Regions from separate parts of the Zea mays genome. Here region 1 is linked to region 2. Evidence: chromatin contacts called from public Hi-C data. All regions are on one chromosome and are shown on one strand. The core of a region is the stretch at or near the end of the contact, and the rest is flanking DNA. Distances in the headings are between cores, read along the strand shown. Region 1 holds the start of LOC103646334 (ABC transporter G family member 51). Region 2 holds the start of RAB2A (Ras-related protein Rab-2-A).

Evidence for each region. A called contact is a pair of places that touch in the nucleus more often than the background predicts.
Region 1: a Hi-C map of leaf shows a contact between it and region 2, with 4 times the contacts expected there. The contact joins the promoter of LOC103646334 here to the promoter of RAB2A in region 2. A contact is called at or near these places in 6 of 25 Hi-C or Micro-C datasets (ear, leaf, leaf mesophyll and 2 more).

Annotation. Positions count from the first base shown.
Region 1 is chr2:41,368,468-41,371,167 of Zm-B73-REFERENCE-NAM-5.0, reverse strand. It overlaps LOC103646334 (ABC transporter G family member 51), which reads right to left and starts at 1,317. Exons shown (of 24, transcript XM_008671066.3): 1 at 598-1,317; 2 at 260-380. The coding sequence starts at 899.
Region 2 is chr2:41,035,502-41,038,201 of Zm-B73-REFERENCE-NAM-5.0, reverse strand. It overlaps RAB2A (Ras-related protein Rab-2-A), which reads left to right and starts at 1,378. Exons shown (of 6, transcript NM_001112608.1): 1 at 1,378-1,509; 2 at 1,677-1,816; 3 at 2,410-2,492; 4 at 2,602-2,700. The coding sequence starts at 1,464. It overlaps TRNAI-AAU (transfer RNA isoleucine (anticodon AAU)), which reads right to left and starts at 545; the gene lies at 472-545.

The DNA of each region.
Region 1 (2,700 bases), core at 68-2,567, 330 kb before region 2:
TTGCATCTGTCAGCCGTAACTGCACACGTGACGAGATTTAAGTACCCATAGCGTGCAAAGGGAAACTGGCAACAACGCGTCACAGGACTATTGCTGATCAAAGGTCGTCCTGACGTGGACAGTCTAATCACACGATGGCATTGGCATGAAGCAGTCGCTATCCGAGCAAGCAAATTAAAATCATGAGAAGATCCGCGCTTTGCCCTACCCAGCACGTAAAAAAGAAAAGAAAAAGACGAATCATATCCTCCATATATACCTCGGCAATGTCATGGACGTAGTTGAGGAGCGTTGGCAACGCCCGGCGGCCGTAGTGGACCTCCGTGGACACCGTCAGGTTGCGGAACCTCACCTCCACCCGTGGCACGTCCAGTCCCGCCCTTCACGACCAAATAAGCATGCAGTAATTATTGGGATCCACACCATATATATATTCAGTAAATACGCACGCAAATAGTAGTAGTAGGCAAATCATAGAAACTAGTAATAATCGATCAATGGGGTTTAGCATAGGCGACAGGATCAAAGTAAAAAAAAACAAAAATTGAAGATCGAAGGAGGACGAGGAGGAGGCAGGAGATCTGCTGCATTACGCACGCGTCAAGGCGGTCCCTGATGCCGCGGAGGAGTTTCGCGTTATCGCAGTCGGCGGTGGCCAGCGCCCTCTGGAGCACGCGCTGGGCGCCGCGGCGGTCGAGCCTCCGCACGTCCATGACCTCCTCCTTCTTCTGTGATGCACTGCCGGGGTCGAGGGCGACGATCGCGAGGTTGCGCCGCTGAGGGGAGGCGACCTGCTCGATGGTCGCCCAGAGCCGGTCGGCCGCCTCGTCGTCGTTGGCGTCCTCCTCCACATTGACATCCAACGCCACGTGGGGTTGGACGGCGCCGCTCGCCGCCATCGCCTCCGCCTCCGCCTCCGCCCCCGCCCCCGCCCCTGCGCGTCCGCCGCCTTGATCTGGCCTGGTCTGGAAGTGCAGTATACTAATTAAGTCTCTGCGACTAGACGTTATGTAGGTATAGGTTGGCCTCTCCCTCTGCCTCCGCCGTGATCTAATCTGGAGGTGCAGCGATGAGTCTCTGTCTCTTACGACAACTAGATACGTATGTATAGAGGTTGCAAGAACTACTAATAGAAGAGGAAAACAAAACGCGCACGGTTCTCCCCTGAGGGGGGAAGTGTACTCCTATATGGGATGAGAGTCGGAGAGGCGCGGCGGCAATGTGATCGGATCGGGCGCGTCTCTCTCTGGGATGTGAACGATGAGCACCAGAGTAGTAAGAAACTAACCCAATTTCCCACAAAAACACTGGGAAGGTACTGCTGGCGGTGGAGCCGTGGAGGCGCGAGGTCGCTGCCTCGCATGCATGCTACTATTAGCCTATTAATTAGCTCCACCACCACAGAGACGAGGCGGCGGCGGCGGCGGCTGTTGGGACAGCTACGTACCGTACGCGCCCGAGATCGACGGTAGTCCTGCGCGCCACCGGTACGCGTTGTAATCCAACAAGTTGCATTGGAGGTACGGATCTGTTTGGATTTCTGTCTAGGGCGGCTAGGGCCACAACATCGTTGTGGGCCTAGGAAATCAAACCGTCTCTTCGTTCCAAAAAAAAAAATTGTTCAATAGGACTTTTAGGCTCTATTTGGCGTAGTTTAACTTCATCAACTTTAACTAGGTGAGTATCCATACGTTGCAATGGAAACATATAATACATCATGTTCGAAGACACTCGCACAACGTCAGCAACAGCCGTCGTCACAGCGTACAAGAATTTATGCCCGGTCAAGAGCGACTTACGTGGCAGGTTGGGCTTCAAGTGGACGATGAGCTGGACAGTGTGATGGCGTCGTCGTCGGATGCGATGCCCAGAACAACCCGAGAGTCGCCGACGTTGGCGACGGCCATGAGGTCCCCCTGCTTGATGATCGACAGCGCGATGCAGCCGCTCTGGACCGTATCCAAGGGGGCGGCTGTGCCAGAGCTTGTCGTGCACAGCGGCGCATGCGGTCACGTAGGACTACTTTCAGAGGTCGAACTGGTAGTCGTCATGCTTCTTCTCATCGTCGATGAACGACACCAACGTGAGCGCCTCCTGCTGGTGGTGTTTGTTCGAGGTTTCCAAGTAAGAAACATGGATTCATCCTTGTCATTGATTTATGAAAATGACTCACAAATCGGATCCATGGAAAAAAATATATTATGGAGAATAAATGTCATGCATGCAAAAAAGGTAATTTAAGTTAAAAACATTATTCAAACAAAAAAATGCATGTAAGGTCCTTTTTAAATACTCCTCCCTTCATCCAAAATATAATTCAATAATCTCGTTGATACTTATCTACTACTACGCATTGTGCAAGAGTAGCAGGTGGGCTTGAGGAGAGATGTAGTAGATGTTTTCCTGTTATAGTCTCATAGATGTGACATAAACACACATGTGGTGTAGCGATAGCTATTACTCGCATTTGCCTGAGGGGTCGCGGGTTCTAATCCGATTCCCTTAGACTATTTGTGTTTTAAATTTTAGGTAGACGTGGGTTGTACGGGAAAATGGGAATTTGAATGGGCTTTGAGTGGAAGGGGAATAGAAAAGACGAAAATGAGAATAGCAGAACAATGAATGCGGGTTCTAATCTGATTCCCTTAGGCTAATTGGTTTTCATGGTGTGTTAAGTATGAGAGCAATTTATTTGGTGGA
Region 2 (2,700 bases), core at 129-2,628:
TCATAAGTTCTGTTCTAGAATGAAGTGGGTATACAGCTGCAAGATAATGTCAAAAAAAAGGGAAAACGACCAAAAACATGGAAGTTATGTTGTAGAGTGAAGTGTTATACAGCTGCAAGATGAAAAAAGTAAAAAATAAATTCTGTTCCAGAGTGAAGTTGAAAAATGTAAAAAAAATGTTCTCAGGTCAAGTTGAAAATTGTCAAAAAAAAAACGAGAAACAACCAAAAACATGGAAGGTACTCCCTCCGTTTCTTTTTATTTGTCGCTGGATAGTGTAAAATTGCACTATCCAGCGACAAATAAAAAGAAACGGAGGGAGTATGTCGTAGAGTGAAGTACTGAAGTGGTATGCAGCTGCAAGATGGAAAAGTAAAAAAGAAATAAGTTTTGTTCCATAGTGAAGTTGAAAAATGCCAAAAAAAGGTCAAGTTGAAAATTGTCAAAAAAAAAAGGAAAACAACAAAAATATGGCCCATGCAGGTCTCGAACCTGCGACCTTCGCGTTATTAGCACGACGCTCTAACCAACTGAGCTAATAGGCCAATTTGTTCAATATGAACTTGAACAGTTATTTACATTAATCAGCCACTGGACTTTATGCTTGGGATTTCAAGAAATCTTGCTGATTCGTAACAGATCTAACCCATGCCCGTTTGTTATCATTCACATCCAGCGACATCTTCTAGTGGTCCTGCAGCAACCACGATGTCAGCATGCCCCTTCTTATACAGAAACTCAAACAGGCCACCCTTACCTTCCAGGTGGATATGGCCTGTACTCCATCCCATTAGTTTGACAAGGCCTACATCACTAACAGCCTCCACATGAGCAGCGTCAATTGCCTGCTGAGCAATCTCCACCGCAGTTTGGAAACCAAACGAACTGTCTATGATGCCAATGTCATTGTCCACAGTTTTTGGATTAGCAGTAATAGATGTGTTCAAACCGCGGCGTTCAAACTCGATCTTCAAAGGTTGCCACATCTCCTCACAATTTTATTTATGAAATATAAACTATGTTATTTTTATTTTTTTTAGGAACTATATAAATTTAATTTGCTCAGTTATTATATACTTAGATAAATTTTTATTTCGATAAAACGTCTGTTGATTAGCCTACTGTAAAATCTATTATTGAGAGTAGCTAAATCATTAACTTTAACTAGTTTTTTTAGCTAATCTTTGTTCTCAAGACAATTTTTCAAAAGAAAAAAAAAGAAACGGGCAAGCCGCAACGTGAATCCAAGCAGTCCGCGCGTCACCCCGCCGCCGAAGGAACAAGAACAAACCGCCCCCAAATTAGCTGTCAACCCGTCGCTTCCTTCACGTAATCACGTCTCCTCCGCCGCCCTTGCTAAGCAAACGCAACCTGCAACTGCAAACCCCTCCTCCGATTCCTCCCCCGCACGCGGAAGCCCCCCGCAGCTCTTCGTCCCCGGAGGACCAAGACCACCACCGGAGATGTCGTACGCCTACCTCTTCAAGTACATCATCATCGGCGACACAGGTCCGTCTCGTCCCGTCAGCCCTTTTCCTTCCTCCGTTCTCCGATTGGATCCACGCGCCTCCCAACCTGCTGCCGCCGCCGCGGCGAGATGGAGATCCATTCTAATCCGCTTGCCCGCTCGCGATGACGCTGACGGCCTTCCTCTGCTTGCCTTTGCTTTGCTGCAGGCGTCGGTAAGTCGTGCCTGCTGCTGCAGTTCACCGACAAGCGCTTCCAGCCCGTCCACGACCTCACCATCGGCGTCGAGTTCGGGGCCCGGATGATCAACATCGACAACAAGCCCATCAAGCTCCAGATTTGGGATACGGTCGGTGACCTGTTTGTCCGCTATACTTTCCTTCGTTCTTACCGCTATACTTTCCTTCGTTCTTACGTATCCCTTAGATACTTGCACTTGCTTCAGGTCGATCTACCGCTACCAATTAAGGCAACATAATAGCTTCCTCAGTTGCTTATGGCCTTATGGGAACTCAATTCTGGTTGCCAACTGGAATTTAGGATGTCCAGTTAGTGTGGCATAAAGTTATTTTTGGGTCTGTAGTTCGAGATGAAAAAACACTTCCGCAGTCAGTTGGCCCAGTTCCAGCAGCTGCTGCTTCTGCTTCTGTGGCCGTCTGCCTCCTCACATGTCACTGTAGCGTCGAACTAGCAGCGGCTGATACAAGCAGCCAGTATCTCTTTGAGCTCCGAAACTACAACATTTTGGATATCTCTTTTTTTTATCAGTGTGCCCACCCCACTGGAGTTATCTGACTATTAGCGCACTGAACCATATGACCGTTTGTTGATTTAAGTTATCCTTGCTGCCACGCCACGATGTTAATGATGTGGAATACCCATGTGGCCGGCCACATGCATCATTTATCTGTCTTGATTGTGTTGTCTCTTAACATTATGCAGGCTGGTCAAGAGTCATTCAGATCCATAACTAGATCATACTACAGAGGAGCTGCTGGTGCTCTTTTGGTCTATGATATCACTAGGTGATTACCCCCACATAAGTTCTAAGCTGCTTGGGCGGTATTCTTTATGCACGCGGTTTCCTGAATAGTGTTGATACTGGCATCCAAATCCATGTTGGACTAATTTCAGGAGGGAGACTTTCAATCACCTTGCAAGCTGGCTGGAGGATGCAAGGCAGCACGCGAATGCTAACATGACGATAATGCTTGTTGGGAATAAGTGTGATCT